3 separate regions of the Sus scrofa genome follow, and all the other regions are linked to region 2. Evidence: chromatin contacts called from public Hi-C and HiChIP or PLAC-seq data. All regions are on one chromosome and are shown on one strand. The core of a region is the stretch at or near the end of the contact, and the rest is flanking DNA. Distances in the headings are between cores, read along the strand shown. Region 1 overlaps C14H12orf49 (UPF0454 protein C12orf49 homolog). Region 2 overlaps C14H12orf49 (UPF0454 protein C12orf49 homolog). Region 3 overlaps C14H12orf49 (UPF0454 protein C12orf49 homolog).

Region 1 (2,795 bases), core at 255-2,754, 130 kb after region 2:
GTAACTTCCCCAAAGATTCAGCTAAAAACTGAGCCAAGATTGGGACCCAAATCTCCCTGGCTACAAAGACTGAATTCTTAACGGCAGCCCTTAATGAATGTCAATCATTATTGTTATTGTTGTAAAATACAGCACATTATCTACAGGAATACAAAAAAAATGCTCAAGACAGGAGTTCCTTTCGTGGCTCAGTGCTTAACAAATCCGACTAGGAACCATGAGGTTGCGGGTTCGATCCCTGGCCTCACTCAGTGGTTAAGGATCCTGCATTGCTGTGAGCTGTGGTGTAGGTCACAAACACAGCTCGGATCCACGTTGCTGTGGCTGTGGTGTAGACTGGCAGCTACAGCTCTGATTAGACGGCTAGCCTGGTAAAATCCATATGCCATGGGTGCAGGCCTAAAAAGACCAGAAAAAAAAAAAAAAAAAAAAAAAAAAAAAAGCTCATGACGTATAAGTGAAAACACAGGCAACAAGCCTGCACGTAGCCTGTGATACTATTAAAAATGACAGCTAGATAGATGTTGAGGAAAAATACTAGAACAATCTTCGCCAAAAGCTTGAGTGATATTCTCTCGTAATATTATGCTTTTCCCCACCTTGGTGCTTTTTTCCTTTGCCTTCCAAGTGGTCTTCATGGATCAAGTATAACTTTTGCCCTTAGGAAAGAAGTGTGTGTGTATGTGTGCTTTAAAAGCAAGAGGGAATAGAGAAGGTGACAAAGTAGGCCAAGGAAGCTGGAGCCTCAGTGATTTCAGTCTTGCCCCAAACTGCAGTTTGGGAAGTTCAAAGTTATGCCAACATGATGAAATAAGAGTCTTAAGCCATCTGCCCCCAGACCAAGTGAAGCCAAGTGACAGTGACAGTGAGAAAGTCCTTTAAACAATGCCCTAGAGGGTGTGCTGTGAGAGGGAAACAGAGAATGAGGGGAAAGTGGTAAAGTTCACCTAAGCAAAGATAAAGGTTTTCTTCCTAATGGACCCCTCCCTCCTAAGCCATTGTATTCACTGCTCAGATTCAGTCAGCTCTAGCTTTACCAAGAAAGACCAGAACTGTCAGGGGAGAGGGGGCAGGAAACCTTCAGCCTGGCCCCCAAGACAAATCCCTATGAGTCTGGCAGGAGGCAGCCTTGCTGATTCCAGGCCTATATTTTTCATTTCTTGTTTTAACAGTCATAATCGCCTTCCAATGCCAAAGCAGAACATGACTTTAATCCAGATAAAATAAAATTCCTAAGCCCTGAAAACTATATACAGATTTACAAGCCAATTTTAAAAAGCAAAAAACCTCGGTTCCAAGAGTGGCACATTCCACATGGCCGGCACTGGGGGCTGCCCTGTGGCCCTACCTCCAGGGGACAAGGTCCCAGGATGCATGGCTCAGCCCCCAGACCTGCAGCCCCCTTGGAAAGAGAATGCAGGCAAACACGGCCTTCGACGTGGACTCTTCTCAGATTCCTGGGCTCTGGGGTCTCTTGGCTTTCAGGAGTCCTAATAGATTCCAGCTCCCCTCTCTCCGCCTCTCCTCCACCCCCCAGCTGTTGCAGAAAACCACAGTCAACCTCTTCTTGCTCTCAGCTGCCAAGTTTTCTCTAAGTAAACACAGAATGTAGCAGAAGATCAGCTCAGTTCCTTTCCCAGCACTATAGGTTGGGTCAAGACTGGCCCAGTACCAACCTCAAGAGCCCAAACTAGGGTGGGTTCTGGGGTAACCACAGGCTGCCACTTAGCAAAGCCTTATTCGTGCTGAATGCCTTAAGGATGTGAATTCAGTTAATCCTGTTAATCCTATGAGGTGGGACCTTTGTGTATTGGATTTCATCTCTTTGCCCCTCTAGGTCTCCTTGCCCCTTTCACCCCTTGCTCTGAGTCCAGGAGGCTGACTGCAGTGGATAGCATTGTGGGCTGCCATGTACTCTGGCCTCTGGTTGGGTTTGCCCAGGAACAGAAGAGGCACTGGAGAGAGATCAGAGAAAGGAAGACAATGAGACAAGGACTTGATCCCCCAGACTCCTCCTTGCTGTGTGGCTATGGGCTGGGGGTGCCTCTTCCATAGCTGCTGTTAAGTGATGCTCTCCAAACAGCTTCCCTTTCCAGGTTCTGGAATGAACCCCTTTCCTTACTCCTGCAGAGGCAGGGTGAGAATAGATCCTCCCTCTGCTGGCCCCAGGTATTGTACTATGCCTTCCTGCTCTCCGTAAACCCTGCCCACACCTCTGCCAATAGTCTCTCTATTAAACGCTCCTTAGATTATATGGTTTCAGTGTGCCCCGTTTCCTGCTAGGCTGTTGACCAGTGCATTTTTCTCATCTCTGGTTGGTAGAGGAGGAAACGGAAACTTGGAGAAATTAAGTCACTTGCCCGGGGGCAGTTGTCTGGGATTTGAATTTGGATCAGCCTGACTCCAGAGTCCAGGCTCTTCACCTTCCTAACTACTGTATAAAAAATAAAATAAAATAAGCTTGTATTCGGTGACTGCTGTGTGCCATACAGTGTGCTAAGCCCCTCCTGCCTTCATTTTGTGAATCCTCATAAGCACTCTAGGGACAATACTACCTGCCATCCCCATTTCACAGATAAGAAAACTGAGGCTCAGAAAGGGGAATTCATCTGCCCAGCGCCACAAAGTTAAAGAGAATCAGAGCTGAGGCATGAACTCAGGGCAGTCCCAGCCTTCTACCCACCTCAGATAACATGCTTTCTGCAGAAGCAATATAAAAATAATAAAGAAGCCAAGAAAAATAATAAATAATAAGTAAAATTTGCAATTTGATAAGTTTTGACATAGGTATGTAC
Region 2 (2,837 bases), core at 130-2,629:
GATGGGCCAGGCTTGGTTCACATGGAGCCAGTAAGACAGCGTGGCTGGGCCATGTGGACCGTAACGGGTGAGGGGAGTTGGAGGCGGGCTGGCTCCTCCTCTTCTTTATGCCCCTGTCACAGGCCTCCCACCCAAAGTACCTGGCCTACTTTCATCAGAAACTTCAGTGGTCACCAAGCCCCAAACCCATCTACTGCTGGGACACGGATGAGTCAGCCATCGCCCCTGCGCCCCACCCCAGCTTCCAGCTTTCCCCTGGGGCTGTTCAGCTGGGAACTGCTTAAAAAGAGAGAGGAGCCTCCAGTGGAGGAGCCCAAAGATGCTCAGATTAGAATCAGGTCCTGGGGAAGAGGGGGTAGGTGCCAGGCAGGTGGAGGGAGAGGATGGGGTCAGAGCAAGCCGAGGGAAGGCAGGTGAAAAGCACAGAGGCAAGAAAAGGCTTAGGGAAACTAAGACCCACAGAGAACAGCAATAATAACAATACCTACTGGCTTAGCTCTGGGGTGAGGGGCGTGGCTTTGTCATGAGGATCTCACCACGGCCCTAGGAGATAGGTACTAGGAAATTACTTCATATATATACAAGGCACTTAGCCCAGTCCCTGGCCACGTAGAAAGTTCCAGATGGATGTGCACTATGATATACATAGTAAAAAATAATAGTAATAATAATAACAGGGAGCCTTGGATGATTTTAGCAAGGGAAAAAATGGGAGTGAGGAATTTGGGAAGAAGGAGAAGAGCAGGATGGCTTAGAGCCATCAGTCTTAAACAGGGGTGATTTACCCCCACCACAAGGGACATTTGGCCATGTCTGGTGACATTTGTGGTTGTCATAATTTGGGAGGAGGATGCTACGGGCATCTAGTGGGTAGAGCCCAGGGATGCTGTTAAACATCCTGCAGTGCACAGGACAGTCCCCGCCACAAAGAAGAATCCAGCCCAAACATTGATAAGTTTAAGGCAAAAAACCTGGATTTAGGTTAAATATGGGGGCTGGTGGAGCACATCGTATAGGTTGTCAGAAGGAGGCTCTGGGCAAGACAAGGGACCTGCCGTGGCCAAATACTAGAAGTTTCCTCCTCCCCACTGCCCGCCCTCCCCCACCAAATGGGCATCAGAGAAAGGTCTGTAGGCCCCAGAAGACGGTGGGCTGCCTTCTCTGCAGCTGCCTGTGCCGCTTCCAAATCCCAGGCCCAAAGTGTTCCTTGAGCGGGTGCAGATGTCCCGCGTCCCTGCTCCTCTTGCCACTTGGAGCCCCCAGCCGGAAAACTGGCCCCCTGGCTGCTCAGCTTGCAGATCACAAAGCCCGGGCAGCGGGCCTACCCTTCAGTCCTCTGAGTCAGAAATGTTGATTTGTTATAGTAACATGAGCACAGGGGAAGTACGGGAGGAAAGTGAGCAAGAGAGAGCACGCTCAACAGTGAGTCAGGAACAGTGAGGCTGACCAAGACAGAGATGGGGAGATTCAGACAGACGCAGCAGGAGAAAGAAAAGTAACGCAGACTGAGAAAGAGATGGGGCCGAGATGGCAGGAGACAGCCTGAGAGTCGAGGGGAAACAGAGAACTGGTCTCAGAGAAGGCAGGACGGATTGAGATGAAGGAAAAGAAAAACGGAGATGGAGAGAGAGAGAGAGAGAGAAGGAGAAGGATTAAGTGTAAGGAAAGACAAAGGAGGAAAAAGAGGAAAGATTTCCTTGCAAACCCCTTGGTCCCGAGCCCATAACTCTCCAAGGGCTTTGCCTTATTTCTGCCACAAAACTGGAGAATCGGGCTCGTTTTCCCGTGGCAGGTCTGGGACGAGCGGGCATTGTTCACATTATTGCTGGTATTCCCTGCTAACTGGACATTAGCCAACAGGAAATTCCTGGGACAAATCTTTCCACTCAGAGTCTTTTAAAACTTTTATTTATTTATTTTAATTTTCCTTCCCCCCACCCCGAGGAATGAAAAAAAGAGAGGGGAAAGGAAAAAAAAGAAAAAGAAATGAGCCACTTGGTACTAGAAAAACATATCCAGCAACAGCCCCAGCCAGGCTGGGGGGGCAAAAGGGGGGTGCCAGAGTCCATTGTGTCCGCTCTGTCCCATTCTTCCTCTGGAAGGATTTATGACCTCACACTCCCATGACATCACAGTGCGTTGCCATGGCCCCTGCTTTATTATCATAAACAAAGGGCTGATCTTTGGGACACTGGCCCTGTGAGGGGCGGGGCGGGGGGAGGCACTGTGTAATGTGTTTTCTTGGGAAGGCAGCTTGTTCGCAAGTCTGAAAAGCTGCAAAAATAGTTGTACACATAGTACCCTCCATGCAGCCCTGTAGCCTCTTGGACAAGTTTGGGATGGAAACAAGGCAGATGAAGTCAGCTCCCTGCAGGAGGATCCTCTGGTTCGGCATGTTTTCCCTGCCAAAAAGCAGCTTCCTGGGCTTCCTTTGCTGCTCTGAACAAGGTTTTCATTCATTCATCCCAAACGCACTGAGCACCTACTAAGTGCTAAACACTGACAGAGCTGAGTTACATAGATGGATGGAAAACCTTGATGTGTGCTGCTGCCCCCCCCCGCCCCCCACTGCCGAAAACCTGGAATATTCAACAAGTACTCAAATATATTAACAGGAATGCCTAAAACTGTAACTTGGGTTAAATGTGCTGAAGGAAGCAAACAGGAAATGAGGACCAGAAGAATGGTGGGAGAGGCCACTTAGACCAGCAGTCTGGGAGGGCTTCTCTGAGGAGGTGACGTTTTAGACACGATGAAGGAAAAGATAGAATCAGCCATGAAGAGTGGGAGCAGGTGGCAGGAAGTGAGCAGGGACAGCTGCTCCAGGGAGAGTGACT
Region 3 (2,978 bases), core at 203-2,702, 160 kb before region 2:
CACTCAAAATGTTACCTATCACTATCCCCAAAACCTCTGACATTGAGAAAGGAAAGATGGGCTTGGAATGGGAAGGTCTGAATGAATCAAAATTAAAAACCTGTAAGAGACAAACCAGGAGACTCGCTTCTGGTTCATATGGAAGAAAGTCCTGGGTACTCTGGCTTTATTTGATCCTGGGTAAGACTTGGGCCACTTCCATGCCTTGGTTTCTCTCACTTGGTTAAAAAAGAGACCTCACACTCAAGGAAAATCAATCAATCTAGAATAGTCACCTAGACTAGTAGTGGAGAGAGTGGGTTCCAGAATATGACTGCCTAACTTCACATCCCAGCTTCACCATTTACTGGGTGACTTTGGACAACTCACTTAGCTTGTTTGTCATGGGGTAGGTGAAAACCGGAGTACCTGAGGAACTAAGGAGCTTAGAACAGACCTACGCATACAGCAAGTGCTTAATAAAGACACATTATCATCTTCAAAGATTTCTTTGGAATTGGCAGCCTGTTCTATATTGAGGCATCTTTGAGCAATAATCTTGATGAGGTGCTTCAGGGAACTCAGGACAGTGGGTACAAAATGAAATTAGAGGAATGGTCTTTACAGAACATAGGAGATATACTCAGACAGGAGAGATGCCACCAACACATTTGAGAAGGCTGCAGGCCTAGAGCGAAGACTCTAACCCCTTTAGAGGACAGATACGCATCAGACAGGAAAAGCGTGTCCTATCTATATCAACCATACATATGTGATTTGTGTGTATTAAATAAAAAAAGAAGTCTTTTTCTCCATGAAGAAATATGCTTTTTCCATTTGCTCAGCTAGATTTTCTCATGTTCAGTGGAGGCCTGGCTCTAGAGAAATGATTCTCTATCATCAGAATAACAAAAGTGCATGTAAATGATCTATGACAGTGGAGCCTGGCCTCAGAGCCTTGGAGACCAAAGGGAGCTATGGGGTCTTGGCAACTGGAAGATGCTGGCCTTGAGTATTTGTGAGGCCAGAGCTCTTACATTCTCAAGAGAAAGCAGAAATCAAGATTTTTTAAAGTAATTTTTAAAATGTTGGATTCAGGAATTTTAAGGTAATACGCTGGCCCAACACAGTATGCCGGGTCCAGGGGGATGAACTTGGCCTCTGGGCCCCAGGTTTGCACCTTCTTCATGTGGCCTGTCTTGTGAGTGTACAGATGTGCAAATGAACACACAGTACAAAGTTGTCACATAAGAAGCATTGCCTAGCTCAGCAATTTTATTTTTCCAAATCATTCAGGTCTTATCTCTTCAAAATTCCCCTATTCCAACTCATAGGCTGCCATGATCCCTTCACACAAAACTCCCTTTTAGGAAAAGATAGAATGGAAAACTTAGTATGTTTTCATACACTGTTAGGTCAGAAGAAAGATATGCAGGGTATGAAGTTGTGGGATAATCACAGTTTTCGATGTTACTTGGTTGAGTGTGCCAGCATTCCTAGCAGTGTGATTCACAGTAGCCCAAAGGTGGAGACAGCTGAAATGTCCATCAGCTGATGAATCAATAAACAAAAATGTGACATATCCATACAATGGAATAGTATTTGGCAAAGAAAATGAATGATGTGGCACAGATAGATGCTCCAGCATAGATGAACCTTGAAAACATGCTAAGTGAAAGTAGCCAGTACTCAAAGACCACATTGTGTGATTCTATTTATATGAAATATATAGAATAAGCAAGGCTATAGAGACAGAAAGGAGATTAGTGGTTTCCAGGGAATGGAGGAAAGGGGAACCCAGGACTAACTGCTATTGGTATAGGGTTTCTTTTAGAGGAGACAGAAGTGTTCTAAAGTTAGATTGTGGTGATGGTTGCACAACCCTGTGAATATACCAAAAACCATTGAATTGTATGGTATGCGAATGATATCTCAAAAAGCTCTTTAAAGTAAATGATTACATGGTTCATTCTTTGGTGCTCTTTGCCACATATAGGGACAATATCAGTCATCCTTGAATACAGAGGACACAGACATAATTACTGATAATTACAACCTATTAAATGCATTGGCAATCGGTTGCCATAGGCAGAGATAACTGCAGTTCATACATTGGATCACCGGCTCTTTATTATATTATTTACTCATATAATATAAATCCATATTTCTGTTCCAGATCCATATCCAGCACTATAAATAGTCTTGTTAATTTTAGATCTGTGAGGACAGGGGAATTTTAAGAATGACAATGCCTCTTACCATAATCTGCCTCATTCCGGCAAAGAGAAGCAGCCCGGCTGTTGTGCCACCAAGCCTGAGTTCGGTGTGACCCCAGAGGGTCTTGGCTTGCAGCCACCCGTCCATCCTGTTTGCTACCAATTGGAGGTTGTGTGTATGTGTTGTTAAGTTTTCCTTTTGGCTGCCAGTCAAGCTTCCCCTTTATCCTCTTCCCTCTCCAAACCCATCGATACAACCCCAACGATGAAAGTGGACTGAACAGCCCCTGCCATCTTTGCTGAATGGAAACAAATGAGGGCAGCCAGGTGTCAAGAACCAAGTCCCACATCTGGCAGCCTCATCTGCTTTCTCTTAACGCTCTCCTGCTGTCCTCCAACCAGCTGCACACATTTCTGTCAGCCAGAGTGCCAGTGGCAGTGTAGACTGTCCCGATGAATGAGGAACAAGGACACTTTCCAGCCCTTGCCAAGTCCCTCCCTGAAAGAAGAAAGTCAGAGTTCTCAGCCCTCTCCCCGAAGCACCTTGCCCAGGGCTTCCAGCCGCACTTGGCCAGTTCCTCGAATTCAGGATATATTTGTTTTTTTCCCTCCCTCTTCTCTGAACTCTGAGATCAGCGCCCCTCCCCCTTGCTTTTTGCTTGCTCCGTTGTTTCACTCCGGACTGTCACTTAGCACGCTTCCTGCCCGTATAGGACAGGACCCACTAATGAAAGTCCCCCTTCACTCCAGGGGGCCCTTGAGCATTAATGGCCTCTGGAAGCA

Evidence for each region. Hi-C and Micro-C count contacts between places; a contact is called where the count stands out from the background. HiChIP or PLAC-seq counts read pairs in DNA pulled down with a chosen protein or histone mark.
Region 1: an H3K27ac HiChIP or PLAC-seq map of alveolar macrophages shows a contact between it and region 2. The contact joins two enhancer-like sites. A contact is called at or near these places in 3 of 47 Hi-C or Micro-C datasets (embryonic fibroblasts and fetal skeletal muscle) and 1 of 2 datasets of contacts at active chromatin or transcription factors (alveolar macrophages).
Region 3: a Hi-C map of embryonic fibroblasts shows a contact between it and region 2, with 2.2 times the contacts expected there. The contact joins two enhancer-like sites. A contact is called at or near these places in 2 of 47 Hi-C or Micro-C datasets (embryonic fibroblasts and heart right ventricle).

Annotation. Positions count from the first base shown.
Region 1 is chr14:36,045,352-36,048,146 of Sscrofa11.1, forward strand. All of the region lies in intron 5 of C14H12orf49 (UPF0454 protein C12orf49 homolog), which reads left to right. Among named protein-coding and RNA genes, the nearest start is that of MED13L, 15 kb to the right of the region's middle. Within about 2 kb of position 1,505, at least 17 of the 83 cell types and tissues checked have an H3K27ac peak or open chromatin away from gene starts, as enhancers often do. A contact at or near this core is called in alveolar macrophages and fetal skeletal muscle, where this site is marked.
Region 2 is chr14:35,913,207-35,916,043 of Sscrofa11.1, forward strand. The region is part of intron 5 of C14H12orf49 (UPF0454 protein C12orf49 homolog); the gene reads left to right. Among named protein-coding and RNA genes, the nearest start is that of MED13L, 150 kb to the right of the region's middle. Within about 2 kb of position 1,380, at least 44 of the 83 cell types and tissues checked have an H3K27ac peak or open chromatin away from gene starts, as enhancers often do. A contact at or near this core is called in alveolar macrophages, embryonic fibroblasts and fetal skeletal muscle, where this site is marked.
Region 3 is chr14:35,752,224-35,755,201 of Sscrofa11.1, forward strand. The region is part of intron 4 of C14H12orf49 (UPF0454 protein C12orf49 homolog); the gene reads left to right. Among named protein-coding and RNA genes, the nearest start is that of C14H12orf49, 48 kb to the left of the region's middle. Within about 2 kb of position 1,453, at least 16 of the 83 cell types and tissues checked have an H3K27ac peak or open chromatin away from gene starts, as enhancers often do. A contact at or near this core is called in embryonic fibroblasts, where this site is marked.